Regions from separate parts of the Mus musculus genome. Here all the other regions are linked to region 2. The links are chromatin contacts, called in public promoter capture Hi-C and targeted proximity ligation maps. All regions are on one chromosome and are shown on one strand. The core of a region is the stretch at or near the end of the contact, and the rest is flanking DNA. Distances in the headings are between cores, read along the strand shown.

Region 1 (4,818 bases), core at 1,653-4,152, 820 kb after region 2:
CTCTACAGTCAGTCTCGTTTGAGACCTGTGTCAGGAATCTTCTGAATGGAATTTGGCATAGAGGTAGTATCAGAATTTACAGTTTCTACCATTCTCTCTCCCATCATGGCACCCCTCTTTAAACATTCAGAATATAGCTTATATTTTTTGGCCTTATTAGGATCAGCATAATCTGACCTCTTCTTTATTTTCGTGAGCTGTCACTCTTACTTGTTTCTACACCGTCATAACCATGACACACTAATTTTCTGAGGGAAAAAACCCCACATGATTACAGGGCCACTTGAATTGAAATATAAACTCAAGTTGGAAGGGTGGAGCTATTAATTTGGGCAAAAAGGAAGAATCACTAAAAGGGTCCCCAAAGTTCCTGATGTCAATTAGGATACTAAACAAACCTTGAGTTCTGCTTAAGCCCTACAGAGTTCAGAAATAAACTAGGAGGCAATAAACTGTCTTTCTCTTTCCACCACATTCCATCAAGTCTTCCCCACTCTACTGGAGAATCCGGTCATCCCAGATGCCCTGGCTTTCCTCATCTTCAGATGTCAGCATTTTTTTTCCTTAGGCTTTTTATCATGATGCCTCAAAATTTCAGCTCTGAAAATCCTCTTGAAAAATATGCAATACATACTTGCATTTTCCTCTTAAAATTTCCATTGAAAAATCCAACAGCAGTATCAAGGTCAAAAGAAATTTTAAGGCACCACCAGAAACTGCCTCAGAATCCCAAGTTTTCTATTCCAAACTGTTTTTATCCTCCATGTTCAAAGATTTTTTAAAAATTCTTAAACTATAGGCTCTTTGACTAGTCTACATCCTGAAAAAGAGTGTCTTTGCAATTCACTTGGTAGCACAAATGTGGATGTGCCTTGAAATGCCATAAGGCAAGTAAGAGTTTTTAACCTTATTCCACTGAACAGAACAAACAATACATTGGCTACAGTTTTAGATACTACTGATGCCAGGAAATTGGCCAGGACTTCACTGTAGTTATTACATGTGGTAATACTTAAAAGGATTACTTTCTTAAAATCTGAAAAACTTGAAATTACTAAGACCTATGTGCTTCAGATAACAAATGTTAGACTTCCAGCCACACTGTATCAGCTTCTGTTAAGTTCCAAACCTTTCTTTCAGTTCCACTGAAATTATATGTAAATAATATTGATAAATAATAGACATTATTTGCTATATATAATATATTCTTCACTATATATAAATAATTTGGGGAAAGGTACTTGCTGTTAGACACTAAACTCATAACATTGCTTCTAAAAGCAGATGTTACATTTTCCCTCTTAATAACCACCTTAGGAAAAAACTGCCAAAGCATGGGGTGACAACCAACACCAGGTCACATGTATATGTGACCTCCATACACATATACCCATACTCACACGTATACACACACTAGACACATACCCAGACTTGAAACAAACAAACTACATTGGCATTAAGAAGTCCTACATAAAAAGCTGTGAAAACCCTGTGCACCAACAGACTACAATATGAATGACAAATTGCTTCAAAGCATCTCCCAAGGTAATTCCTAACTACAGCTGCAATTTACCAATCAGTTGTAGTTATCCTTTTAAAATGTGTGTCATTGCTGTCCAAATCTGCTGTGCTGACTTATGATAAAAGAGTTGTCTTTAACAATTTCCAGTTATTACAGGCTTCAGACATTTTTGAAAAACCTACCAAATCATAACATTATTCTGATACTAATACTTTATAAAGAAGAGTGAGCTATTTTAGTAAGTTCCTAGTCATTTAGGAGGGCGGCTTCTAGAAACTAATTGCAAGTAGAAATTTTTTTAAATGTATAATATTCCCCAAACTTTTACTATTTTGTCACGTACAGATGCGTTGACAAGTCATAATCTTTAAATACTTGAAAGCAAACTTGCCCAAAGTATTTAAATACTATGTCAAATAAAAATGTCAAAACCAGAAGTTAATCATAAAGCAACCAGACTCCCAACCACTAAGTACAAACAGGGGGAAGGGAGAGAGGGGATGATGTCCCATGACATCATTTGGCAGTATGGAGTTTGAAGGCTGAGAGCGCCTTCCAAATTAACCCTTGCAAAATCCAGCTGGGAAATTACCACGCTTATTAAGCTTGGATAGCCGAGTTTTAAAAGAAGAAAAAGCCTCGCTCCTTCAAATCACACGTCAGTACCGTATGAAAAAAATAAAAGCATCCAGGGAGGCAACTGCCTCCCACTACCCGGATAGCAACGGAAAGGTCAGAATTAGGAGGAAACTCCTCTCTGAGACTGTTCAACCCGAGGGGAGAAAGGACCGCAAAAGCGAAGGGAAGCGCTGCCTTGGCGCCCACAGGCAGGTTCTCCCACTCAGGGAAAACCTCCCTGACGCCCAACTGGCACCCATGCTCATCCAACAGAGGATGCCGACCCTCAGCAGAAAGTCGGGAGCCAGACCCCCCGAAAACAAGCAAACACCCAGCATCAGGCAGCGGACCCCACTCCCCGAGCGTGGAAGGCGCGGTTCCCAAGTGATGGCCGTTGCCCTCGAGGCGCAACTTCCCTGTTGTCCCCTCTCCAGGCCGCCTTCAACCCACCGCCCAGGGCGCCCCCCGGCCCCCGCCGCACCTACCGCGGCTGCGCCGGCCGTCACGATGGGCGGCAGCTTCTCGCGCTCCGGTTCTTTCCCCTTCCTCTCCTCCGGGGCGGCCGCGGCTACCGCCGGCGGCGCTCCGGGCGAGAGATCCCGAGCCGCCTCACTCATGTCTGGCCGGGCGGCTGAGGCGCGAGGCGGTGGCGGCGGCGGCAGCGGCGGCCGGACTGCAGCCGGGGCGGGCGCTGCTGCTGCTGCCGCGGCCGCGAGAGGGCTCCTTCCAACCGCCGCCGCCGCGCCGCCCCCGCCCCCGCGCGCGCCCGCGGCCCGTCGCGCGCCCGCGCGTGTGCGCGCGCCCCCGGGCTGGCCGCCAGGCTCCGCCGCCCACCCCCTGCGTGCGCCCGGCTCGCGCCCTCGGCCGCGCTCCGCTCCCGCGGGTCCGCCGGCCGGGGCTCAGACCGCGGCCCCGCGTCACGCGCGGGGACCGCTGAGGAGACGGCGCGGGGCGGGAGCTGGGGGGCGCCTGGTCGCCATGTTGGTCGCGGGCTGTGGTGGGAGGGCGACAGGCCTTGTAAAGGCTGTGACACGGATTCTAACCCTGGCTTTCCCTTCACCTGGAGTGGCAGGTGAGCCGGGGACCTTTGACCCAGCTGGTGGCCTTTGACCTTTAAACTCGCGCTCAGGAAGCGGACTCGGGGTCATGTCTGCCCCCTGATCTTTCCTCCAGTGCCTCCAGCGCCGGGGAGACTGGGAGACCGCTCACCTGAGCATCCTTATGACTAACTCTTTCCCCGTGTCCTCTCCTGGCCTCATCCTACGGGAGAAGCGCTTAGGGTCGGGAGAGGACAATGCGACACCGTGCTCCCCTCCCACACACACTCCAGGGCAGGACGGCCAGGCCACACTTTCCATTTCTGAGCCGCGGTCCCTCATGACTGCCAAGTCCGCCTCTCCCTTCCGTGCCCACGCGCCTACATTTTGCTCTCCCCGCCCCCCGCCGTCCTTCGTTCCCTCTAATCCCTTGTCCCCTTCCGTTTATAAGTTACAGATGGACAGATCCAAACTGCTGAGTAATCCATAATAAACCTCGTAATAAATTCTGGGTAAGAACGTTTAAAAAATTACTTTAAATCGTCATGTTAAAATATCCCCACCTCCACCACCCGACGACGACTTAGACAATTTCCTTTCTCCTCGCCCCCTCCTTTTCCTTTTATCAGTCTGCTGGAATGGCAGAGACACCTGCTGATGGAGGAGAAGGGAGAGAGGAAGTATTCACTGTACCACTTACTAAAAATAGAGAATTTCTCGACATTGAGGTCTTGGGATTTTTAGTTGAGACTTCGTTATTTTATTCATGGTGAAGTGAATTTTCTAATCCAAGAATACTCAGCTCCAAATACAAGAAGCAAGAATATCTCTGAAACAAATTCAGAGGGGATTTGGTGACTGTCATTTTATATAATTCAGAGTCCGCAGAACTAAATAAATAGTTACAGTTCTTCCTGGCATGAGGTTGTTTTTCAAGCCCAGAATTTGTAGCAAGCAATAAAGTGAATCGGATAGTGCCTACTGTATTACTTTGGAAATTATAAAGTTTGCTTCTATTTCTAGGAAGTATTTGTAGTTTTAATATAATTGCTGTCACCATCGTTTCTCTATTAATAACAAAAGGTGTACAATAAGTAGAATAAAGTAGCCAGGTATTTCATAATCTTTAGAGCCAAATGACACAGGCACTACTTTGCAACACCCTTTTCTGTCTCCTTTTTCTTGAATTTTTGTTTTTAGACCTCTCTTCTTAAATCTCCGGACTATCTCATAGACATCTGTTTTCTTTTAGCAGGCCAGCATGCTGAAAACTGGTAACAAACATTGTAAAACCAACCTTTCATTTTAAATACGATTCAAGATGTACCATGCTACTGTGTCTAGACTGGTAGAATAAATTCTGAAATGATGGTGGGTTATCTCTCCTATTGTCTACAACCAAATTTAGTAATTTGCTATTAAAATACTTGGATCAGAAACGAGTTGGATCGCATGCCTTATGCTTTCACTTTTCATGTGTGAGACAAAATAAAAGTGTGTCTGTACATCTAGTCACATTCAATAGAACAAAAATATTTAGATATTGGCAAAAAAACTGGCAAGTCAGAAGTGTTCATTTCTACTGCTCCAGACGAGATAAGGCAATGGAAACAAGCCCATTGGTTTATTCTGCTGGGAGCT
Region 2 (5,082 bases), core at 377-2,876:
TTTTTTGAGGCAGAGTTTCTCTTTGTAGCCCTGGTTGTCTTGAAACTCGATCTGTAAAACATGCTGGGATTAGAGGTGTGCCCCACAACTGCCTGCCTAAATCTGCCTAATTTTTTTTTTCCTAAATTCTTAAGTGTGTCTGCTTTCCTGTTGATTAAAATGAAAGTTCCAAATTAAGTAACTAAAACTCCAGAGTTCAGCAATTAAGTATCTTTGGCAAGCCTAGAGTTGCTCACACACACACACACACACACACACACACACACACACACACACACGTCACCTAGTTTAAAAACTTGGGTCTGGTAGCTGAAACTTGAATTGCTTATAACTCCAGAACTCAGAACTAAGGCAGGGAGCTAGTCGGAGTTTGAGGCCAGTCTCAGGAAAAAAAAAAAAAAGGCAGACACAGTGGCACACACTTGTCACCCAGCAATCCCAGCTAAACGACCGAGAGGCTGAGACAGTAAAGTACGCTAACATATAGTTCCAGACCAACCTCGGTAACATCACAAAAATTCAAAAAAATTAAAAACTCTGGGTAAGTTATTTGGATGTCAGTCGGGGAGAGCTGAACCCCACACCCTCCCTCCTCTCAATTTTGTCTTTTGGTCAATGAACAAAGGCAGATAAAAGAAAGAAAGAAAGAAAGAAAGAAAGAAAGAAGGAGAGAGAAACCCTGTCTCGAAAAACCAAAAAAAAAAAAAAGAAGAAGAAGAAAAATGAGAAAGAGAAAAGATGCTGCACCTTAGCCATGTACTTTCATTAGCTCGTGAGTTTCATAAACTCATTTTACAGCTTAGCTTAAATTCAGCAATGTCTACTTGGTTATTAGAGGTGAATTTGATGGTTGCTCTTCGCTGAAAAGTGCGTTCCCTTTTAAAAGCAAACCTACTTTCATCTATTGGACCAAACACACAGAATAAAGAACTATTAGTCTTTCCGAAGTGGAAATAACCCCAAGGTGAGCGCCAAACTACATGCAAAGTAAGTAGGAAGCTTTATTCCCAAACTGACAACTCGGACGGGGTAGCACAGAGCAATGACAGCTAAATTTTCGGCGACATTGGCTTTTAAAAGGGAACGCACTTTTCAGCGAAGAGCAACCATCAAATTCTTTGTGACTGCAGCTTAACTTTAACCAACACCAACATCCCCCCCCCCCCCGAGACAAACCCTAATTTAGAACTAAACGTGGTAGCATGTTTACCGAACAAAACACGGGGAGCCCCAGAAACCGATGACTTGGTGTCCTTCAGAAAGGTAAACAAATCGCTCTCCGGAACGGCTAGCCCAAAAGCTAAGCCTCCGCGTCCGGACTCGTCCCAGCCTCTCCTTACCTGCATCTCACCACCACCTGGATGTTCCTGCCCTTTTCCTCTTTCTTCTTCAAAGAACTCGGCTGGGACGCCATGACGGTCGAGCCAAAACCTGCCGGCCTAGCGGAGACTCAGACACAGTGAGAACCGGGAGCAGCCTCTCCTCACCCGGTGCTGCCAAGGCCACGAGGACCGAGACTCGCAGCTCGGCGTCCCCGAGGTCCACGCAGGCCTCTTGGCCGTGGCCGCCGCCCCGCAAAAGCCGGACAGGACGAACCTCCTCCTCTGCTCCGAAATCAGCAACGATTCCGCGCCTCAATTTTGAAAAATGGAGACGACTGACCGGACCAATAGCAGAGCGGCACGCGAGGCATCATGGGACGCCGTGTCGTCACTGTGGTGACGACGGGGCGTGACCCGAAGAAATGGATGGCGGTGCAGGCTGGCTCCTGTAGTCCGAAGTTCACTGTGCAAGCTTTCAGTGCTGCCGCTGGCGGGCTTCTGGGGCCTGGGACGCCTACATCGCCGCATTCGCTGGGTCCTTACCGCCCTCCGAGGCTTCTCGCTTTCCGTAGAGAGGTGACGAACAACTCGGCCGTTTAAGGTGTAGGTGGGGACCGGGGAAACAGAAAAGCCGAGTCCTCCGCCTCATCGGGTTTCCGGAGCTGCTTTTTCTGTTTCGCGGGATCTTAAATGCGGTTTAGCCTCTCCGATGTAACTTAGCGAGGATCAGAGAAAGCGCCGCCGACCTCGCCAAATACCCGCCTTCCGCACTCCAGATCCCTGGTCCTCTGGATTAAGCAAAGCCAACTGTCTACTGGTAAACTACTCTCGGAGGCAGGAGTGGCAGAGGAGCTCTCCGAGTTCCAGACCAGCCTGATCTATAAAGCGAGGCCAGGACGGCCAGGGCTGGTTGCACAGAGAAACGCTGTCTCCAAAAACAAACAAACAAAAACAAAACAAAAGCTAGCCCCAGAGACTCACTGCTATCTCAAAATGTCCCACAAAGTGAACATATTGAACATCTTTATACCCTTGCCTCCGGCCAGTCTTTCTCACTTCAACACGTGTTTTTAACCAGACCCTTCCTCTGCAATCACCTTCCTCCAAGACTTTGAATCTCGTCCCTGAATGACTTCCTTCGATGTTCCTACTGCTACCCTTTTTTTCTCCTCCCTGCTACTGCATTCACTCAGCAAATATCCTTTAAAAAGCAAACCAAACACATATAGGGACAGAGGCAGAAAGATCAGGAGTTCAAGCGTCCATTTCATACATTTCCAGTTTAGTATCAAACTGTGTTATGTCCATCATTTGCTATTTATTCGTTTGTTTTAAACAAGATATCTTTCTGAACACAAGGCTGGCCCTGTGAGAATCCTCAATGATCTTCCTGCCTTCTGCATACTGGTATTGAAAGAATGAGCTACCAGTCCTGGCTGGTTTCTTGTTTGCTTTTTTTTTTTTTTTTTTTTGAGGGGTGTGGCTTAAGATTATTTATTTATGTGTGGGGTAGTGTGTCTGTGTGTGTGTCCTCCAAGTGTGTGGTGGTGCCCTTGGACAGAAGATGGCATTGAATGCCCTGGAACTGTAGTTAAAAAGTCAGTTGTGAACCACCTACAGTGGGCGCTAGGACCTGAATTCAGGTCCTGTGGAAGAACAGGAAGTGCTCTTAACAGCTCTTATCCATCTCTCCAGCCCATGATTTTTTTTGTTGTTGTTGGTTTTTTTGGGTTTTTTTTTTTTTTTTTTTTCGAGACAGGGTTTCTCTGTATTGCCCTGGCTGTCCTGGAACTCACTCTGTAGACCAGGCTGGCCTCGAACTCAGAAATCCACTTGCCTCTGCCTCCCGAGTGCTGCATCCCATGATTTTTGTCTTTTTGTCTTTTTTTTTTTTTTTTTTTTTTTTTTTAATCTTTTGGAATTAGATGCAAAAGGTCTTACCATTCCTGTGTTTTCCGATGGGCTTGCTTGGCCCCTGTGAAAGGGTCATTCATGCAGACCACTATTCTAAGGTGGTGTTTACCCTGTTCTCTGTCTCCCCTTGTACTACGAGTGCCAGCGCCTCAGTGGAACTCTAGTCCATTGGCACTTTGGATGCCTTCCTCATTCTCATTTTTCTGTCAGTTTCTGGTTTTTAAAGACTGTTTTGTTTGTTTGGGTGGTTTTTTTGTTTTGTTTTTATGTATTTATTATTACACATAAGTACACTGTAGCTGACTTCAGACGCACCAGAAGAGAGCGTCAGATCTCATTACGGGTGATTGTGAGCCACCATGTGGTTGCTGGGATTTGAACTCAGCACCTTTGGAAGAGCAGTCAGTGCTGTTAACCACTGAGCCATCTCACCAGCCCCCATGGCTTGGTGGGGTTGTTTGTTTGTTTGTTTGTTTTTTACTGGGTTGGTTGAACAAGCTTGTAATCTCAGTCTCAGGGTTTGGATTAGCAAATTCAAGCCAGGCTGGACTACAAGAGACCCTAGAAAAAACAAAACTTGACCATCCTGTCTAAAGGAACTTGCTATTTGCTTCTTTAACACTACACTTTATAATTATGTTGTGGTTTTTTTTTTTTTCCTACCTGAGTGTAAACTTCATCTGGGTCCTTCTTCACATTGTTTTGGGGTTTTTTGAGATGGGTTTTATGTAGCTCAGGCTAGCCTCCAGCTCACTGGCTAGCTGAGGATGGCTTTGATCATACTGCGTCCACCTCCCCCGTGCTGAGATCACAGGTGTTTACCACCATACCTATTTATACTGGACTGGGCATCAGACCCAAGGCTTCTTTGTGCTAGACCAGCACTCTACCATCTACACCCCTCGCTGGTTTTCCAGTCTCTTGTAAGACATTTATATATATTTACAGACAAAGTAAATATATCCTTGGTACCTGAAGGAAAATACTTAACATTTCACAGTTTGGGTTTCCTTGTAGTAAAATGGAGATAATAAAAATTATCATTATCTGACTTACCAGGTCTGCTGCTTGCTAAATGCACAGACACACACACATACACAAAGCCCTGCAAACAAGAGTTGGTGCAAAGAAATTCATTTATTTCCCCTCTGAGCCAGAACTGCAAGAGTAATGGAAAGCGACGCCCAGAAGCATATCTATATAGGTTGAGCTGTAAGATAAATTACCCAAACTGAAAGATGATGCCTTTTCCTGGGGGAGAGCTCTGGACAGCAGAGTTTCAGCCTGTCCCTGTGCCAGCATCAATCTCCTGGGAAAGCATTAGGAAGCCCTGAGGATCCAACCTAAGGCTTTATGTATGCCAGGAAGGTACTGTACCGTTAACAAGCATTCTCAACCCTTAAACATGGTGTGTGTGTGTGTGTGTGTGTGTGTGTGTAATTTTAATTTTTTTCAGGGTTCCTGTTTTATTGTTAGAATCATTAGAGGATTAAGTGCCTAGCAGATAATTTTTTTTTTAAAGAAAGAAGCAAAGAAAAGGAAAAAATGTCTTTCTCCTTCATAAGTATCAAAACAGTGTCTCTGTACAATCTTTTTGATTGTGGCAAGGAATTCAAGAAAATAGCTAAAAATTTCAAATACAGGCTCAGTAGCACAGCATTGGGTCAGTATGCTTGAGACCTTGCTCTTGATCCCTGGTACTGAAAAAAAGAAAAAAATCCTAAAGGCTGAGTATATTGGCACACACCTATAATCCCAGTACTTTTGAGGTGGAGGCAGTAGAAGTGCAGCTAGTTTTCTTTAACTACTGATCCATCTCCTCAGGTCCACAAAGAAGGAAAATCTT
Region 3 (5,021 bases), core at 2-2,501, 540 kb after region 2:
AGCAAACTTCAACACGCTGGTACCACAAAGAGAACCCAGTAGTTAAAAGTAACTCCAAACTATCTACAATAAATCTCAGGATGACTCAAAATCCTAGATCCAAGCTCAAGTGCGTGTCCTATCTTGTCTCTCAGCTCACTTTCCATCCCGACTTGTGCGGGAGTAAGGCAGAGGCCACCCACACACAACCTAAGTAGATCTCAGGTCTCCCAAACATGCCCATTTCCGGTTTTAGTCTCTCCAGAAACCTAATCCAATTAACTCTAATGAGCCAATAGCTAATAAAATAACTCCTAAATTAAAATTTCAGTTTATGACGGCCGCTAGAACTTAAGGGGTTACTAAGAGTGTCGATGAAACTTGCAAACATGGGTCCATTTTTTGGAGATAATTACTCTTTCAAATCACAAGGTCTACTAAGCCTTTCTTGTGTGCAGAGGCCCTCCGGGGTAATAAGACCGGAAGTCGGGGCAGGTATTGTTGATACAGTAAAACAAAACAAAGCTTCCCCCCTCCCAGCACACAAACAAACAAACAAACAAACAAAAAACCCCATAACCTCAAAAACAACTTCCCGAGAGCACGCTCACCCCACCCTCATCACGAGCCCCGAGAGAGGAGGGCGGGCGGCCAGGGTGAGAGTCCTGGGGAAAGGTCGGAGACAGGGCAGCGCCGCGCGGCTTGCGGCCTGCAAGCCCGAGCCTGCAGGTGGGGCGTGCGGGAGGCGCCGCGGGGCCCGCGTTTACCTGCGGCGAAGTGGAGCGGGGTGGACTTCCTGCCCGCCGTGTCGCGGCTGTTCACCTTCTCGGGCGTCACCAGCCTCTTGACTCGCTCCACGTCCCCGTTGCGGCAAGCCTCGAACAGCTCGCGGGCGGACGGCTCCACGGCCTCGGCCCCGGCGCTCGCGCAGGCCGCGCCCCCGCCGGCGCAGCGGCGGCCAGACATGATCCGGGCCGCCGCCGCCGCCGCCAGCAGCAGCGCCAGCAAAGGCAGCAGGAGCCCGGGCCCCGCGAGCAGGAGGGCGAGGCCCCCCGCAGGAGACGCGCTCAGGGCCCGGGCCGCTCCGCTCCCCGCTGTCACCAGAGTCGGCACGGTCCCATGGCCGCGTCGCCGCGCGCCCCCGGCTCGGCTCCGTGAGCCCCGGCTGCCCCACCGCGGTGGAGGCAGCGCGAACCCGCTCGCCGAGCCCCGAAGCGACGCGACGGCGGAAGCGGCCGAGACCACTCCTGCCAGCTCGGTCGGGTCCTGGGAGCGCGCGTGACGTCGGCTCGCGCGTGCGCAGTGGCTGCTCTCCGGCCGGGCCAGTTTGGGCAAGCGGGGCCGCGCGGAGGGGTTTGTGGGAAATGTGCAGGGAGAGCCTTTGGCTGCGGAAAGAGAAGGGGCTTCGGCCCACCGCCATCTTTACAGAGCCTCTGCTAAAAACGAGAGGTCTTGCTGCCTTTTCTTTTATTAAAGCCTACACTTCTCGAGACGAGTTTCATTGCTCAGACACCGAAGACGAATCTTGGGAAGTTTTGTTCTGATTATGCATTTTCTTGTGCAAGTTTTAGCGTGAAAATCTCTGCAGTGTTGCTTCCGTACCTTCCCCCTGGGAGATTTCTCACCCCTTCCCCCTCCTGCCTTCTTTACAGTGTCTCTTCCCTTAACTCTCCGCATCTGCTTTTGTTTTTCTTATAAGCGTTTTCTCAGAAATGAATCCGTTACGCTTACTGAGAAGTTTGGATGAGCGGCCCCCAGATAAATCAAGAAAGCGAAGAAAGTTCATCTCAATTCTAAAGCAACAATTGGGGGGTGGGGTGGCTGTGATTAGCTCCGCTTCCCATAGTAAATTATTAGCTCAGCGCTGACGAGGATCTATACATAAATCAGCATTGCACCGGATGTGGTCGAGGTGCTGATACAAAGCATACACATCAAAGTTTTCCGAAGTTTCTCTCTCTCTCTCTCTGATCAAAGAATACAAGTGCACAATTCATTTTCGTGTTTATTGTGTTTTATTAAAAAAAAAAAAACAACAACAACAAGGATGTGTTTTGTAGAGCCAGGTCTGGTAAGGTGGGAAGGATTCCTGGGCAGGCCCATGCTGAAACATCCCTTTCTTACCCCTGAGGTACCAGCCATACGGGTGTAGTGTAGAATCGAGTTTATTTAGGGCATGGGAAGGGGAGTAGAGAAGAGAGTAGAGGCAGAGAAGGACAGAGGAAGAGAGAAAAAGAAGAGAGGCCGGCCAGGAACACGTGGAGAGAGACGGGGGAGGGGGGATGGGAGAGAGGGAGAAAGGGGTTAGGAGAAGAGTCTGAGAGAGAAGGGGGACAAACAGCCAGGCCTACCTGGCTGTTGCCAGGTAACTGTTGGGCGGAGCCTGGAAAGAATGTTAGCTGTGTTTAAGGTAGTAGTGACATCTTGTTTCAGGAACCCGAAAGAAAGGAATACAGAGATTTTGCTTGCAAGAAAGTGCTGACTTTTGGCACGCTGACAAGCATTTCCCCTGTGAATTACTTAACCTGTTTTTCAGGAAATCCAGTTTTTGTTAGGGAGCGTTGACTCACTTCTGTGGGAGAAAAGCAGGGACACTTCTTGAGCATTTTAGTAAATGTACCTTCTTATATGTTTATTCCATTATGTTCTTAGACTACTTAGTGTAAATTTAAATTGATCCCTATTACTAAATAACTATTCATGAATATACCTAAGGATTAGAACCTTACTACTATGATTGTCTCATTTTTCTTCATTTCATCGACTTGCCAAATATATTCCCAATTTTTATAATTTTTTATTTAGTGATTTCTGCTTATGTATTTCCTCCCAATATGTGTATCTAAACAACATCATACAGCATCACTTACTCACTGATCTATCTCCTCAACCCTAACTGTTTTTGTTTTTTTCTTTTTTTCTTTTTCGAGACAGGGTTTCTCTGTGTAGCCCTGGCTGTCCTGGAACTCACTCTGTAGACCAGGCTGGCCTTGAACTCAGAAATCTGTCTGCCTCTGCCTCCCAAGTGCTGGGATTAAAGGCGTACAACACCACAGCCCAGCCTAACTTGTTTTTAAAACACTTGATTACTAGAGAAATGAAGTTAACAAAGAAACCATATTAGGATGGCTGTTCTAAAAGCAAACAAACAGCAAACAACAAATGTTGGTGAGATGGACAAATTAGAATCGTTTTGGCACTCTTAATGTGATCATAAAATGTGTATTATTACAGGAAACACTTGGTAGTTCCTTACAAAACTAAACATTGGGACTGGAGAGATGGTCTAGTGGTTCAGGGCACTGTTTTACTTAGGACCTGAGTTCAATTCCCAGCAGCTACAAGGTGGTGCACAATCATATAGCACCAATCCTGGTATCTGTGGCCCTCAGCAGGCACAAACATGGTGCAGACAAAACACCCAACATAAAATTAATTAAAAATTAATTAATTAAAAATTTCAACATAAAGCTACCATCTTCTCTACTTCTGGGTAGATATAGTCAAATAGTTTGAAACCAGGATCTCAAATCGTTCTGCAATCGTGTTCATAATACAATCCTCACAAAAGCAAAGAGTTATAAACAATCCAATTGTTCCATGAATGGATGACTATGAAATGTGATGAATGCATATCAAGGAAGAACATTCAGGCTTCAGGAAAGAAGGAATCTTATCTTGTGCCCCAACATAGGTGATTACTGAGGGCATAATGTTAAGTAAGAGAAGCCAGCTTACAAAGACAAAACGGGTTCACTTGTATTCCTGCAGAGAGCTGCCTTAGCAAAACACCACAAAATAGATGTTTTAAATTCCTTTAAAAAAAAAAAAGTGGGGCGTGGTGGGGTGCACGCCTTTAATCCCAGCACTCGGGAGGCAGAGGCAGGTGGATTTCTGAGCTCGAGGCCAGCCTGGTCCACAAAGTGAGTTCTAGGACAGCCAGTGCTACACAGAGAAACCCTGTCTCGAAAAACCAAAAAAAAAAAAAAAAGAACAATATGAACTAACCAGTAGCTCGTGTCTCTAGCTGCTATGTAGCAGAAGATGGCCTAGTTGGCCATCATTGGGAAGAGAGGCCCCTTGGTCTTGCAAACTTTATATGCCCCAGGGCCAAGAAGTGAGAGTGGGAGGGTAGGAGAGCAGGGGGCGGGGGGTGGGGTGTGTATGGGGGGACTTTTTGGATAGCATTTGAAATGTAAATGAAGAAAATACCTAATAGAAAATTGGAAAAAAGAAAAAAGAAAAACGAAAAAAAAAAGTTAGATCAAGATGTTGGTTGGTGTTTTGGTTTCCTCAAAACCCTTTTCCTTGGCTTATAGATGGCTACCTCCTCACTGTACCTCACTCGATCTTTCCACTACATGCACATCTTGTTTCTTTAGTAAAATTAAGCTAGATAAGCTAGCTGGGAGATAGCCCAAGCTAAAGACCTAGGCTTTTTATAATTATTAATAAGTCATCTCTTACTCTTGCCTTCTTGCTCCCACTCTGTCCTCTCACCCCTTCCCCACCCCACGCCCTATTCCCCTCTCCCCTCTCTTTCCACGTGCTCATGATTGGCTGCTTCTTCTTCTTCTTCTTCTTCTTCCTCTTCTTCTTCTTCTTCTTCTTCCTCTTCCTCCTCCTCCCTCTTCTTCCTCTTCCTCTTCTTCTTCCTCTTTCTCTCTCTCTCTCTCCTCACATCCCCCCTTTCTCTGTGTCTACTACCTTCTCAACTCCCCTCCCATGCCCTGAATAAACTCTATTCTATACTTTAAAAAAAAAAAAATTGGGCTGGTGAGATGGCTCAGTGGGTAAGAGCACCCGACTGCTCTTCTGAAGGTCCAGAGTTCAAATCCCAGCAACCACATGGTGTCTCACAACCATCTGTAACAAGATCTGATGCCCTCTTTTGGAGTGTCTGAAGACAACTACAGTGTACTTACATATAATAAATAAATAAATCTTTAAAAAAAAAAGAAAAAATTAGTAAGTCCATGTGTCATTATTTAACTGCTGATGGGTTCAGAGAGTCCTATTATAGAACCTGATTCATACCATAA
Region 4 (5,146 bases), core at 2,043-4,542, 660 kb before region 2:
TTAAAAAAAACTAATTTATTAGCCAGGAAGAATATTCAATAATTGAAACTTTTAAGTGACTTAACAATATGTCGATGAATGAAAACGCTTCGTCGAGAGGGAGAAACTTCAGGTAAATTGGTAAATGTAGTCTAGGCACACAATCACAGTTTTGGTTCCCTTTGGTTGTACAATTGAGTGGTAAAGTCATTCATTCATTCATTCATTCATTTACTATTTCATTCATCGGACACAAGAAAGACCATTGAACTCAGGGTGGGAATGTTTGAACTCCAGGCAAGCACTTCTTTTTGGTGGGGTCTCCTTTTTTTATGGCCCTGGGCATCAGACCAAGGGCACACTCTACCACTGAGCCATCTCTGACCTGCACACTGGACACTAGCCAGCATTACCTAAATAACGGATAACCTTGGATATCCCAGCTCTAACCATTCAGGTCTCAGCTTCCTTAGCCATGGCAAGTAGCAGGACACTGGCTTTCTAGTTTCAAGGTGCTTCAACTTTCTAATACCAGACTTTGATCATTTGTGAGGTCTGAAAGCCATGGTCTTGACAGGTATGGGACAGGCAGTCATGGCCATGATTTCTTTTCCTGCCTTCCTTTCCTCCCCAGCAGTCTGAAAACCCTGGATACATCAATTCCTTCCAGTGCCCAATTTTGAGAGCTATGTAAAATTAAGTTGAATTAAGTCCTGATAGAACTAAGGATCTCATGTCGTGGCATCAATGTTCATAAATGAACAAGGGTGGAAAAGAGCTCAGCCCACCTCCTGGAATGACAGGAAGCATGGCCAACTGAAGGGAGAAATGGGGGTGATGATGCTCGCATGGATACTGTGAGGTCCTGTCTGTCCATCAGCTTTCCATTTCTGTGACAAGGATGGAGATAATCACCGAGAACAGAGAACATGGCTTTTGGCCCAGGGCTTTAGAGGTTCAGTCCACAAGTGAGCAGATCTATTGCTTTTCAGCCTCTCGGGGAGGAAAGGTTAGGACTACCATCTGGTAGGAGTGTATGGCAGAGCAGTCTTGTACATGGCCAGGAAAAGAGGGAGGGGACAAAGGCACACCCCAATGACTTAACTCCTCCTACAAGTCCCCAGCTCTTAAAGGTTCCACTGCCTGTTCATGGTAGGCTGGAGACCAAGTCTTTCACTGCTGGGACTTTGAGTACCACATCTCTGACTCCCAGCAGAGACCCTGCTAGCCTGCAATTACACTGCATCTGGGAGCAAACGTACTAGTCACCAACTAACTGCATTGGAGCAGATCTCAGGCCTTTGTATAGCCTTCGGCTGGCTGTGGAGTTGTTGCTCCGGGCCTCGGGTGAACCAGAAGGGCTGGTTGTGCTTCTTTTGTGGAAATGAAGGTGTGCAGGAGTGGATTATGAAGGCAGCAGAGCTTATGTCTTTTCCGTCTTGGGTTCCACGAACCAGTTCTAAATTTTAAGCCAGCCTGCTGAGAACTACAGGTAGCTATCTGCCTCAAGCTCCTTGTAGACAGCTAGCGTGTGCAGCTGGGCCCAACAGGGATTAAATATACAAGCCTCTGAGACCTCTCAACTCCCAGACATAAGCATTTAGACATTCTAACTGTGGGATAGCGAGAGGGTCGATGGTTAAAAACACTCGCTGCCAAGCCTGGTTGTCTGAGTTCAGTCCCTGGAACCCCCATGGGGAGAGAGAACATGCTTCTGTAACTTGTCCCCTAACCACCCCCCAACACACTCACATACATGCATACATACATACATGCATGCATACATACATACAGAGAGACACAAACACAAACAATAAAAGAAAACAATTAAATTTTGTTTAATTTTTGTTAATATCAGATCTTAATTCTTTGAATGACGGTCAAATAAAGTAAACCAAAGCATAAAAGGGATTAAACAACTGAAAAATGACAACTCTTCCTGCTGTGTTTGCAGTCTTCCTAGGGACCACTGATCCAATCAATTTAATTGAGGCAGGGGCTCATGTAGCCCAGGATGATCGTCAAGTCCAGAGCTATCTGAGGATGAGTTTGAACCTCTGATCTTCCTCGTTCTCCAGTTCTCCTTATCCTGAATGCTGGGACTTGCCATCACGCCTGATGTGTTAGTCTGAACAATTAGGTTTGAATCTCTTACATCCTCTTGCTGTAGGCAGACAAGTTGCTCCAGCCTTGTGAGCATGTGCGCTTCTGAAGGGTTGGTGCTGTGGGGATTTTTTAGTTTGTTTGTTGGCCTGTAGCCCTTTAAAGGTCATTTTGCTAGCTGGATATTACCATATACTTTCCTTTTCCCCTCTGTTTCATCCCTTGCTTTTGTATGAAAAGAGTCTTTTGAAAAGGTTAATAGAGAGAAACCTTTCTTGTATACTCATACGCTGGCGTGTTTTATTCATAGCAGTGTTTTATTCATAGGATCATCCCTTTCCAGGGAAACATGGCGGCCACAACAGCAGGTTTCCTATCCTGTCCTTGTGATAGGGTCACTTTGCACCCAAGCTTCCATTCAAAACCATCTTAGGGAACATAGTAAGTGTGAGTGTGAGTGTGTGTGTGTGTGTGTGTGTGTGTGTGTGATGATCAGATCAAGGCAATTTGGCTTAATTACCACCTCAAGATTTTGTATTTCCTTGTGTGAGAAACATTCAAAATCTTGAGGCATTTCCTTCCTTCCTTCCTTCCTTCCTTCCTTCCTTCCTTCCTTCCTTTTTCTTTTTGTGTATGTATCTGTTTGTGTGTGATGTGTGTATGTGTGTACAATGTCCACACCAGTGGTGCATGAATGGAGTCTAAGATCAGCCTTGAATGACACTTCTCATCTTCCACCTTGTTTGAGGCAGGTCTCTTGTTTGTAGATGGCCCACAAGTTTCTGGGGGATTCTCTTATCTCTTCTGTAAGAGAGTTGGAATTATAGGGTCATACGGTGCCCAACTTTCTGTAGGCTTTGGAGATTTGAACTCAGGCCCTTGCCCTTGCTCAGCAAGTACCTTACCCACTGAGCCAACCCCTACTGTCCAGAGGTAAATTCTAAAAGAATCTTTTAGATAAGCTTTAAGAAGCTGTGAGATTCCATTCGGAGTGGTGAAATCTCTCACAGGGTCCATTCATTGTAGACTATGGAGGTAAGCTGTCCATATAGAATCTTGATCTACCTAGGGTATGTTGTAGAGTCTAGACAGTTCTTCACAGGTAATGATGGTCATGAAACTTGGGTACTTCAGTAGAACCATGGTATTGTATTGACAAATACTTCAGAAAGCAAAACTGTTTAATCTACTGAGTCATTCTCCTCACTTCCGGGAGAAAAGGGCTTGGAGACTAACTGTTGAAGGATGGTGGCCCCACCCTGCCGAAGCCTGGGGACTGTACATTTCCCAAAGGCACATTCTTTGGCTCTCAGTCATCTACAAAACCACAGTTGCTTTTAGAAATTAATTAGCTTGTCCTGTTTTTCCTTCCCTCCTCCACAACATAGCTTACCCATATGCTCTCAGTCAGGACACTGGCACTTCCCTGGCTTCTTTTCTGGTCACTGGTTTCTCTCTGTTCCTAAGACCAGTCCAAGTGGCATATTTATGCCTTCTCCAACAACTGATAGATTGATGGATGTTGAATATGCTTTTTCAGCATTGGCCACTGAAAGAGATGGAAGGAGGTTAGAGACATCTTGGAATAACAAAGCCTCTGTCTGTTAATCCTGAAAGGGGCCACGGTGATTGGCCCATCTTCCGTTGTTCAGGAAGGATTACACTTAGAATTCTTTCATGTGCCCTGTGGGTGGATCTAGGTAAAGGAACAACTGCTCCACACATTCCTGATACTGAACTGAACACAACCGGTTTGTAGCTCCTGTTATCCAGATAAATTGATGTGTTTGAATTCTTCTATTTGAAAAGAACTACATGAAGCCGCTGCCCTTCCTGCTGAAGATTCATATGTGAAACGTGTACTGGTCTATAACACAGATACTACCCAGAACACTGTGGCATGACAACCGTCTCCCTACTCACGGCAAGCTTCGGTGGAACAGCTGCTCTGTTGAACAGGGCTGTACTTTGAGCACAGTTTTCGTTCAAAAAAAACAGCTGTGGGACATCTGCCACTTTAAGCCTTTATCAACTGACTTCTAATTGGCCATTACAGAGTAAAGGCCCTGGGCTTTAGAGCCAGCCATACCTGAGGAATTCTAATTGCCATTTCTTGTTTTCTAATTGCTTATGAGCAAATAAAATCTCCGGTTTCGGTGTTCTAAGTAATACTCAGTGCTGGTTAGTTTCTTTCAACTTGACACAAACTAGAGTCACCTGGGAAGAGGGAACCTCAGTTGAGGAGTTACTCGGATGAGATTGGCCTGCAGGCAAGGCTGTGGGGGCATTTTCTTGATTAATGATTGATATGGGAGGGCCTGGTCCACTGTGGGTGGTGCCATCTCAGGGCAGATGGTCCTGAGTTGTATGAGGAAGCAAGCCAAGCAGGGATGATGAACAAATCAGTAATTGCTGTCCCTTCATGGTCTCTGCTTCAGTTCTCATCTCCAGGGTCTAGCCTTGGCTTCTCTTTATGATCATTTGTGAACAGAGCATGTAAGACAAATGCAGTTTTTCCTCTCCTCAGGTTGCTTCTGGTCATGGTGTGTTTTATCACAGCAACAGAAACACAAAATAGGATGGCCTCTCCTACCTTGCAGGGTGACTTGTGGATCAGGTGGAAATGCAGAAGGCCTTGCACATAGGAATTCTAAATTTCCTCTCCTGTTTGATAAGTTGCCAGTGTCAGGAGCCATGGTGAAAACACCTAACACGGCTGTTCTCCTAGGCCTCCGACACTAGAATGAGATGCATGAGATGCAAGCTAGTACCTCGTTGGAAGCGTGGGAAAAGTTGCAATTTATGAGTAAAAGGAGGCCACGTTTGGTGGCATGTGCCTGTAATCCCAGACCTGAGAAACAGATGCAAGAGAATTGCCACAAGTTCAAGGCCAGCCTGGTCTGCATAGCTAGTTCCAGATCAGGCATATATAGGAAGACCTTGTCTCAAAAATTGAATCAAGCAAGCAAGCAAGAAAGCAAGCAAGCAAGCAAGCAAGCAAGCAAAAAGAGTAAACAGAAGAACAGAAAGCTTTGAGAGGAAAGTGTTTATATTTAAGTTGGTC
Region 5 (4,969 bases), core at 821-3,320, 850 kb before region 2:
TGAACTGAGAGGTAGGAGCTGAATTGTATAAAAGGAAAGTGCTGCCGAGCTCCAAACCCTCATGGACCTGTGGGGTCAAGGTCTGTGCATATCTCTCTTATGCGTAAAGCAAAGCATGTGTTGAAGAGATGGTGTGTTACGATTCTATTGCTGTGAGGAGACACCACGAGCAAAGCAACTTATAAAAGACAACATTTAATTGGAGGCCTGCTTACAGTTTTGGAGGGTGAGTTCATGGCCATCATGGTTAGCAAGCTTGGTAGCAGGCAGGCATGATGCTGGACCAGTAGCTGGGAGCACACATCCTGATCCACAAGTTATAGGATAGGGGTACGGATACATATATATAACTGGATACACACACACACACACACACACACACACACACACACACGTCATATCTATCTGTCTGTCTGTCTGTCTATCCATCCATCCATTCACTGGGCCTCTGGGCTTTGAGTTTCAATAAATGAGGAGCAAGCAGTCAAGCATCTGAATCTATGGGGCCCATTCTCCTTCAAACCCCCATAGCTGGCAAAGCTGTGGAGAGGCTTGCTGCTCTTTCCCAGGGCCAGGGTTCGGCTCCCAGTACCCACACCACTCTGTCACGCTTGTTCCAGGGCTTACCACACCGTCTTCTGTCCTCCATGTGTAATGTGACATGGAGAAGCAGGCACACACATATGACACAGAAGCAACATCTTTAAAAAATTTAAATGCAGGGCCTACAACAGCAGCACAGGGTTGTTGGAAAACTAAAAAGAAGTTAATAGATAAAAGATGTTTTTTAAAAAGGAACAAAAATGCTAATGCATGTCAAATATTGGTATACAAGAGTTTCATTTAGGCTACAGGAGTTCTTATTAGTGATAAAAGGACAAAGTATTTGGTTTTTAGATATCTATAAAAATTGACTGCTTGACAAATTAACTCAATACTTTAATAATATTAAATTATGAGGTTTCCTATTTACATTTTTAAAGGAAACATTTTTATTGTAGTATAATTCAAATGCACCTTGAAATGCATAAATTTATAATTTTGTAATTAACAAGATTGCAATCGCTGCTCTATGTAAATCAGGGTGTATCTATGATTTGCTGCCAGGAATAAAAAAAGTCTTGAACTGATTGACAGGGATATTGTTATCTACTGGTTAGGATAAAAGATTTAAAATGAACGTGTATTAAGATTCAGAGTTCTTCCTTAACATGGACCCGCTGTAAAAGTGAGAAGCATGCCAGTTCTGTTCAGCAAATGTTTTAGTAGCTCCTGTGATTTCAAAGGCACAGTGTTGGCTGCGGAGTGCGAGATGAATAACTGCTGGTATTGAAGAGAAGCAAGATCTGTACCCAGTGGAAAGAGGAATGGGACGTCACGGTGTAGGGCAAACACAATGCAGGAACAACCCAGTGGAGCTTAAAATAATTTAATTCTGGCTGCCTGAGGTGTTTTTTTTTTTTTTTTTTTTCCTTAAATTTTATATTGGATGCCCTTTCTGCGTGTGCTAGGTTGCTTATTGGCGTAGAATCTGCGACCCTGTGAAATCTTTTTCATTCCCCATTTCTTCTTTTCCTTGCCAACTCGATCTCTTCAGCCGCCAGCACTGCCTTTGGAACAGTATCTATTGTGTGGGTGGCGGAACGCGGGGAAGCTATTTCTGTTCTAATTATGAGCACTGTTTTCGTAGGGGAAAAAGAGGGGGTGATAAGGCAGATCTGAGGCTGAGCTGCTGGCTGGGCGAGGATGCTCGGTGGAGGCGTTACTAAGGTTACTAGAGAGAGGACCGCAGGTGACAGGCGGGGTTTTTCTCTATAGCAATATACATTTTCCAATGAAGGACGTGGGCTGGGCAGTGCCACATTGTACTACATATTGGATTCCCTAGAGGAAAAAGGAGATGGCCCAAAGGAAAAATGAGGGACCAAAGCAGGGAGCCTCTGCTTCCTCTTCCGGGCCTTTTCTTCCGCCGTCTTTGTTTACCCCCGAGCCATTCTGGCTGCAGCACAGAGTCGGCGCGCCGGAGAACGGTGTCTTATCGATGTGACACGCCTCTGAGCCGGGCCGGAAGCGGTTCCCAGCCGGTACCCGTAGGGCCAGGCGTGCAGCGTGCGGTGACAGTGGCGCGGGCGGCGGCGCTGCGTGGCTCTGGAGGACCGGCGCGGACCTGCAGCGGCTCGCTGAGGCCGTGGCTCGTCGCTGCAGCTGTCAGGACTCTTGGGGGCGAACTTGCCAGACAGAGAAGAGCGGAAGGGAAGGGGTGTGTAAGGAGGGCCGTGGGCGTGTTTGATCTCAGAGAGGACTTTGAAACTGGTTCTTAGTAGTTGAGTCTCATTTTTATTTTGACAGATTCGGGAGGCAGCAGATGCCCTATTCTCGAGATTTTCTTAATTCCAGTCAGTTGATAGCATGATTTGAGTGAGAGCTTTTTAGTGAAGCTACTGGGTTAAGATAGCTCAAGGGATGGATGAAGCTGCCCGAGATAAAAAGAAATGTGGCGTCGGAGCAGAGAAGAGGTGTCTGGAATGAGGGGTCAAGATGATCTACTAGTTCCAGGTTCTACTAGTTTCAGGTCTTCCTGTACTAGGTACCGTCCCCAAACTATGTAAGCTTGAGGTTTGGGCTTCTTTACATAACCTCTATGTTAACCTTTACATAAGTGGGGAAGTAGGAGACGCGTCTGTGCCAGCCAGACCTTAGATTCTGCAACTGCTCCAGGCTCCACACTGCGGTTTTCCACCATCAATATATGAAGCACGTGAGGATGGATTAGAGGGTAGTAGAATTTGAACAGCCTTGATGAGATCTGCTAAAAGGTGTGACGTCTAGGTGTATAAGGCAATGATAGCTGTCGGTCAGGAAGAACTGTGGCTTGCAAACCTATGTCTCCAAAGCTTGGCTGTTGCCTTCTCTTTAGCATTTGGTGGGATAAGGAAGAGAGGTATATACTCACACGCCCAAGTTTGAAAATGGAGTTGCAGAGACTCACAGAATTTAATGATTTGACATAGCTACCTTATTTAACAGAATGACAAACAGAAGGTAGTCAAGAACGCAGACACTGGCTATCCTAGCTGTACTTGCCAACACAGATGCTAAAGTTAATGTCTCTTTACCTGGACTGGGTCCTTTCAGCAATAAAGATTGCAACCCACCTTTACCCCTATTAATGTGTGTTACGAATTCTGTACACTTACTGACACAAATACCAAAGCTGAAAAATATTATCACTTGACCTGGACTGGCTCCTTTCAGCTGCAGGAGTTGACTATTGATGATATACAGTAGTAAAATCATCTGTACCCTTGCTCATGTGTGTTCCAAACTCTGTGTAATGCTGGAGTCAGATGCCTTTTCAGGCACAACTGACAGCTGAAGCTTTTCAGCAATTCCAAGACTATCCATCGGAAAATAATAAGACTGACTAAGCCTAGGGGTAAGGAAACTTAGCTTAAGGAGACCTCAGCTAAAACTCATGCTTAAAAATTAAGGAAAAAAAATTTAATCAGTTGATAATGTACTGTTTACAAACACTAATTCTGGCAAGTTGTGCCTAATATTCCCAAGAGATTGTTGAAACTGGGGCCTTAAGAATCAAGTAGATTAGTTTAACTACATTTTCATTCCTAAAATGCAAGTACTTATTTTTAACTTGAAAAATCATAAGCTTTATAAAAGTGCTTATCACTGTGTCTATGACAAAGTAATAATATAGTCACCCAGTGCTTAATAAGAGAGACACTTAAATACATTTCTGCAGCTCCTTCATTGTTCAAACAGCAGAGAGTATGCTTCTACAATGGTACAGCCATCAAACACCTCTACTACAGACAGCCCCCAAACTAGTATCTTTCTAGACTATGAACGTATATAGCATGTTGTTGCAATTATTACTGTAGATAAGTGTAATGGTATTTGCACAGTTAGGCATAGCTACAATGTAGAAGGTATAGTTGAAGTACTAAGCAATAATTTGTATTTTCCTCCAGTGGTCTGTCTGTGGCTGAAACATCTCTAGGGGGTGTGGGGTGTGTGGCACAAATAAAAGTGATGCACTGTTGTCCCTTGCATGGAGTCGCTTTGCAATATCCAGGCTTAGGTTTCACTGGAAGGCCAGTGACTAATGTCCTTATTCTTCTTATTTCAAAGGGATTAAAGTGTTAGGTGGCTGCGTAGACCAGAGACCATGATCTGCCCAGCATGACTTGTAAAGCTTGTGGCTGTTTAAGATCACTTAACTCTCAGTCTTGTGTTTCCTGAGTATTTGGCAGCTCGGGTCCGCACGGCTGACCTCGCACTCCTTTGCAGATGCATGGGCATGGAGGCTATGACTCTGATTTTAGTGACGATGAGCAAGGCGGAGGCTCCAGCAAAAAGAGGAAGAAGTAAGTCTGTTGATCCATAGTTCACACTGTTTCTAGACGGACATGAAGTATAACTAAATCCTGGAAAGGGTTTGGATTGACTTTGCATATGGAAACAACTGCTGTAGCAAGTGAGGGTTTATTCATTGCACTGTAATAAATGGATTTCAGTTTGGAGGTAGTTGTGGGGAAAATGAAGTTTTGTTGTGAAGGAGTTTATTGAAAGGGATAGAGGGAAAAGGAAAGATTTCTCTATTGCATGTTTTTTTTTTTTGTTTTGTTTTGTTTTTTGTTGTTTGCTTTTTCATTTGTTAAGACTGTGTGTCTGCAAATGTCACAGCTTAAAGGAGGCTTGGTTGCTGTTTGTCTTCCCAGTGAGGTGCTCGTGGAGGATGAATTGTAATTCAGAACAGTTGTAATGTTGACTTGAATGAGCAGGTCAGAGTTGGCAAGACCAAGATCCTCTAGCATACAAAGCCTGGGCTTCACAAAGAGGACACATTTTTGTTGTTGTTGTCATTTTTGTTTCCTGAGACAGTTTTATTATTTAGTTCAGGCTATCCTGGAATTCCCTATATAGCCCAGGCTGTCCTAAGACACAGTCT
Region 6 (5,036 bases), core at 2,052-4,551, 680 kb before region 2:
ACACAAAAAATAAATCTTTTAAAAGTGAGGGGAAAAAAACCAGATCATAGCACATTATATTATATAAGATACAAAACTATTAATCATGTCTTTATTTCTGAAACAACTTAATGCCTGGTAACCCCAAAACACATACTCAATTGCATTTTAAAAGAGAGATTTAGCAAGAACTAAAGTATGTCTAAAGGTCAGAAAAATCAAAGCAGGAATTTAAGATTCCAAATTCAAGATCGGCTTTCTAGACCTAAAGAGATCAGGTCAAGCGCGGGCAACGGGAAGAAGAAGACTGTAGCATCAGAAAGCCACACACACCGCTTTCTAGAGTGTATTCACCTTAAAGGATTCAAGGACCATTTACCTCCAAGAGTCTGCTTCTGCCTTTTTCGGCCATTTTTCCTTTCCCAGAGGTGATTTCATCCAGGGATGTTTTAAAGGCTGCAATTTCTCCCTTAAATTTCTCTAATGCAGTGTCTGACTTGGAGCTACTAGGCCTTGATCCCCATTTGCTTTTAATTAAATCTTTGGGACTTCTTGAAGACATCGTTGCAATGATCTGTGAAAATACAAAAAATGATTTTTAAAAATTCAACTGCTTTTGAAGTCTGAGTTTAAATTTTCATATCTCAGGCTTGGCAGAGGCCTTATAATGTACTCTGCTCTAAATAGAAGTGATTTATCCAAATCAGTGGGGTCCGGAAAGAAAATTGAGTAAGCTTTTTAGGGTGTTATTATGAATCTAAAACTCTTAGGTGGTAGATACAAGGGAAATATCTACCTTCTAGAAATATAATTTGCATACTTGTTTTTGCTGATATTTGCGAACAGATCTCTCAAGGCAGCCCAGGAGAGTCTGGAACTCACTACGTAACTTGGGTGGCACCGAACTCACAGGCCTCCTGCTTCAGCCTCCCAGGTTATAGGTTTACAGGCACCTGTAAATTAACAGAAAGTTTTGGTTTACAATCAGTGGAAGGGTCCCCAGGCCTTCCACTTTCAAGGTGATATCATACTCAAGAATAAAAACTCTAATTCTGAGTTTATAGTCATGAACTCAACGTGTGCTCTCTGCTTTAGAAGGTATGTGTAGTTGAACTCTGATGTAAGTCGCCCGAGGCCTACATGAACCGGGTATTTCTGGAAGGCAGGGTGGGGCTGAAAGAGACTTAGACTTTGAGAAAAGAATGATGAAGCCAAGACAAGTAGGCGACATGCAGGATAGGATGTGTCTCCGGGATGTCTCAAGGTTCTCTCAGCAGGTAGCAGAGTCTCAGAGAAGAGCATCTGTAGTTGACATAATATAGCCATCTAAGTCGAAGGCTACACCCCAGGTGACCTCATATTCAGTGGCAGCAAAGTCTGAATCAGCCTGCTTCAAGGCTGGGGGAGGCTACAGAACTCTATCTTATTCGTTTTAGAGCGTATGGCAGGAAGAAGTGAGAAAATCCAACACAAGACATTTATAGAAAAAGAGGTGTAATTCTCAGAGATTGGGGGGGGGTGAAAGAAATGAATGGGCAAATGAAGTTAGGCCAAGTTTCACATCTGCTAATAGTACTAGATGAGAGTTTAGAAGCAAATGTAGAATACAAACTCTAGGCAGGCAGATGTGTAGTAAAATACACTGTATATATAAATAATGTAAAAAATAGCTCTCCATTAAGAGATTTAATAAAACCATTTTTCTCATATGTCCTGAGATAAAAATGAAGGCAAGGTGATCATGGAATTGAAAGGAAGATAAGACCTTCCTTCATTCAACTGTTACTACAAAGCTATGGTGATACAGGCTAATAATCCTAGCACTCAGGAAGTAGAGGCAGGATGGGCAGGAGTTCACGGCCAGCCTCATTTGCATAGACTGAAGGCAGCCTAGCTGCACAAAACTGTTTAAACAAATCACAGACTATTACTACAAAGCCTTTTTACCAGGTAACCTAATCGGGACTGGATATAAGCTGGCTAAAGCAACAGAAAGAAGAAGAAACAACATAGAGTCTCGGATGCTAGGAAGCTTTCAGAACAGTGTAGCAGGCAACAGCAATACAACAAAAGAAAAGGAGATTCACATATTCTTAAACTGTAATTAATACTAATAGTCATAAAAGCTACCACTACAAGAAAATCTACTTAGGGCGGTGAGTGTGAGGTTGTCCTGTATAAAATCAGCCTAAAAATAATAGAACTGCATAAACAAACTTGAACGAAATCTGTATTAATGCATTCAACCTGGTTTTGCCCACTATCTTGACAAATACCAAGTAAAATTGCTAGTACAATCTGCCGAGGCAAATGCACAGTTAACGTGTTTTAGGAACCTGCTACCACAAACGTTTCTCCCTGGGCTTCTGCTGACGTCAGAAGGAGGACTTAACAGTTTGAAAATACCCTCAGGACATTTGCATCCTAACTTTTGGAGAGGATTCCTAAAAACTTAGTGTTCTTGACTCTTGTCTAGGCTGACCCAGCACACACTCCTCCTCATCTCAATCCTGCTCTCACCTAGTCTTTCCTTTCCCAGTATTTTCTATTCCAATCGATCATAAAGTTCTTTTTTTTTTTTTTTTAAAGTTCTTCTACTCGGGAACGTCCCTACCCAGTCCTAGTGGAATCTCCTTCAGGATGTGCTCTCTTAAATTTAATATGGGACACAGAACTCACCATACATACACAAGCTAGCAGTCAGTACTATCTGCTCACAACATTTTCTTTTTCAATCAACAACTGTTCAAAAGAACTGTGTTTTGATTTTTTTTTGGGGGGGGGGGCATACAAGAGCTTAAAGGCAGCTGCTTGGAAATCTCTGACTCGACTGAAGGGACCTAAGTCATTCTGGTCAGGAGTCTAAAGAAGCATTTCCGTTCAGTAAATCTCCCAAATCTACGAGGGGTCAGGAAAGAGGCAGGAAAATAAAAAACTGCAAAGAGAAGCGCTTGCTAAGCAAAGGCTGACCGCACTGGAGACCTGAGAGACCTGGCTCAGGTCACTGGCCTCGCGGTAACCTCTCTGTTAAGAAAGTGATAATACCGCCAAGTTCAAAGGAGCCGAAAGGATGGCCTGCGGGCCGGCGGTCGACAGGAACGCAGCGCGGGGTCTCTCAGGGAGCCAGCATGTGTTCCAGCGATTCCAGCCAGGGGAGACGGAGTCCTGCGGCGTGATCTGCTCACCAGCGCTCCTCCCGGGAGGTCTAGTCCTGCCCAGGGGCTAACGAGCCCCGGCTGTCCTCCCCTCCCTCCCCGGCCGAGGCCGGGACCACTCACTACCTGAGACAAACACAGCGCTCGCGTCGCCGCCGCAGACCACTTATCAACCAGGACACCGCTTCCGGGAGTTTGAATCCCGCGGCTGTAGGGCGGGTCACGTCACTGCCGGCTTGGCGAAGGGCGGGGTCTGCAATCAGAGGACGGGCGGGAGAGGGCGGGGTCTGCAATCTGAGGAAAGGCGGGAGAGGGCGGGGCCTGCAATCTGAGTGAAGGCTGGAATCTGAGGATGGAGGAGAGAGGGAGGGCCCAGGAGCCTGAGGGCGGGGCAAAGGCGGAGTCTAGAGCCAGAGGAGGGGCGGGGCAAGGTCTGGAACCCGACGGCAGGCGGGGCGAAGACCGGCTCTGGAATCAGAGGGAGGGGATCGAAACTAGCCGGGCAGACGGGTAGGGGCAGAGTGGGGAAGGTAAGGGCGAGCAAGACATAGAGCCTGACGGGAGCTACAATCCGTGCCGGCCGGGTCAGAGAAGGACCTTGTGAAGATAGAGGGTGTCTGTGGAAACGTGGTGTGAAATGAGGCGGGTGTGATGGTGTGGGTGTGGGTGTGGGTGTGCGGGAGTGTGGGCGTGGTGGAGGCGGAGCCAAGGACAGAGTCGGAGGACCAGTTCAATCTGGGCCTGCTTGCTTTTCTCTGTGTGTTCGGACCCTGCTGTTATCCATAGGACAAGCTCTGTGACCCTCGCCTGGGACTGACTGGTCTATGTTCTTTGGGAACCAATTTCTCTTTGTGAGGTAGAGCACAACCTCCTAGTCTTCCGGGCGGGCCACTCATTTACCCTGTCAAACTCAGGGGCGGAGCAATGGGGAACGAAGCTGTAGGGAGCTGATAAACTCCCAGTTTGAAAACCGAGATTGTGAGCCCCAGCAGCGATTCCAGATTGCTGCCCTACAGGCAGATGTGTCTTTATTGGTCTTTATCGGTCACATCAGGGTCTTGATTAGCGTCTTGAGAACTTGAAGCAAACAATTGCTTATGGCGTGTCGTTCTTAGACTTAGCCTAGGCATACCAGAAGTTTACAGCGAAAAAAATCAGTAGCAAAGCATCCTATGAAGGTAATGTATGTAGTACAAGGGTTAAAATCCTGAATGCCTCTTAATAGATGTGTGGCCTTGAGAACATTTCACTTCCTTGAGCCTCAGTTTCCTGATCTATACCAGGATGCAGATAACCATCTGGTAGTGTGGCTGCGAGGGCTAGAGTTTAACAAATGTAGTTAGGCACTGTTAAGTAAAAGACAACAAATCCATTTGTTACTGAATCTAGTGGATGAGAAACCATGTAAGGAATTTCAGTTTGTTTTATTTGTTTAAAGCAGGAAGATGGCAATCCAAGATACTGGAATTCTCTATTTACACAGTCCTCCCGCCTGAAGTATGAACGGAGAAACAGATGGAGAAAGGAATAGTCTTATTAACCACAAGGTGGCACACTAGAAGGCGGCAAGCAGGCTTTTGCGTTTCAATGTCCATCTTTCCCTTTTGCCCTGTTTTTCAGGGCATGTGGGTGTTTTTTGGGGTATGTGGGCCCCAAACAGGTGGAGCCTGGGTGACCCCGTGTTCCAAAGAGCAGCCTGTTCTGGTGTCCTGGTTCTGCACATCTTACCTTCTTTATGTAGAGCCGTGAGGTGTTCAGTTCAACACTTTTGTGTTGATTAAAATTAAAATGTCTGGTTATTGCTGAGGTCAGCTTTTCTGGCAAGCATCAACTCCAGGAAATTGACCTCTCATAACCTGAGACAAGGGAGGAAGGGGAGGGACTATGTTTTTAGCTAACTTC

What was found. Promoter capture Hi-C pulls out the DNA fragments that hold promoters and counts their contacts.
Region 1: a targeted proximity ligation map of astrocytes shows a contact between it and region 2, with 2.1 times the contacts expected there. A contact is called at or near these places in 1 of 39 promoter capture datasets (the 3T3-L1 cell line) and 1 of 130 datasets of targeted methods (astrocytes).
Region 3: a contact with region 2 is called in a targeted proximity ligation map of epiblast stem cells. A contact is called at or near these places in 7 of 39 promoter capture datasets (the C10 cell line, the HPC-7 cell line, cranial neural crest and 2 more), 2 of 484 Hi-C or Micro-C datasets (CD4 T cells and CD8 T cells) and 12 of 130 datasets of targeted methods (the SCID.adh cell line, cardiomyocytes, effector CD8 T cells and 8 more).
Region 4: a promoter capture Hi-C map of pre-B cells shows a contact between it and region 2, with 2.1 times the contacts expected there. A contact is called at or near these places in 2 of 39 promoter capture datasets (the 3T3-L1 cell line and pre-B cells), 2 of 484 Hi-C or Micro-C datasets (CD8 T cells and reprogramming fibroblasts) and 3 of 130 datasets of targeted methods (bone marrow-derived macrophages, embryonic stem cells and pancreatic cancer cells).
Region 5: a promoter capture Hi-C map of pre-B cells shows a contact between it and region 2, with 3 times the contacts expected there. A contact is called at or near these places in 4 of 39 promoter capture datasets (the C10 cell line, hippocampal neurons, liver and 1 more) and 1 of 484 Hi-C or Micro-C datasets (pre-B cells).
Region 6: a contact with region 2 is called in a promoter capture Hi-C map of pre-B cells, with 4 times the contacts expected there. A contact is called at or near these places in 3 of 39 promoter capture datasets (the C10 cell line, neutrophils and pre-B cells), 5 of 484 Hi-C or Micro-C datasets (CD4 T cells, CD8 T cells, centroblasts and 2 more) and 4 of 130 datasets of targeted methods (astrocytes, embryonic stem cells and pancreatic cancer cells).

What each region holds. Positions count from the first base shown.
Region 1 is chr19:36,552,723-36,557,540 of GRCm38.p6, reverse strand. Hectd2 (HECT domain E3 ubiquitin protein ligase 2) reads right to left here and starts at 2,902. Exons shown (of 21, transcript NM_172637.3): 1 at 2,626-2,902. The coding sequence starts at 2,757. Gm41838 (a long non-coding RNA gene) reads left to right here and starts at 3,502. Exons shown (of 2, transcript XR_877830.3): 1 at 3,502-3,689; 2 at 3,807-4,616.
Region 2 is chr19:37,372,926-37,378,007 of GRCm38.p6, reverse strand. It overlaps Kif11 (kinesin family member 11), which reads right to left and starts at 1,626. Exons shown (of 22, transcript NM_010615.2): 1 at 1,341-1,626. The coding sequence starts at 1,414.
Region 3 is chr19:36,830,462-36,835,482 of GRCm38.p6, reverse strand. It overlaps Tnks2 (tankyrase, TRF1-interacting ankyrin-related ADP-ribose polymerase 2), which reads right to left and starts at 1,251. Exons shown (of 27, transcript NM_001163635.1): 1 at 747-1,251. The coding sequence starts at 945.
Region 4 is chr19:38,036,682-38,041,827 of GRCm38.p6, reverse strand. All of the region lies in intron 1 of Myof (myoferlin), which reads left to right. Among named protein-coding and RNA genes, the nearest start is that of Myof, 4.3 kb to the left of the region's middle.
Region 5 is chr19:38,221,253-38,226,221 of GRCm38.p6, reverse strand. It overlaps Fra10ac1 (FRA10AC1 homolog (human)), which reads left to right and starts at 2,070. Exons shown (of 14, transcript NM_001081075.2): 1 at 2,070-2,260; 2 at 4,309-4,385. The coding sequence starts at 4,309.
Region 6 is chr19:38,053,306-38,058,341 of GRCm38.p6, reverse strand. It overlaps Cep55 (centrosomal protein 55), which reads right to left and starts at 3,301. Exons shown (of 10, transcript NM_001164362.2): 1 at 3,025-3,301; 2 at 776-932; 3 at 359-553. The coding sequence starts at 541.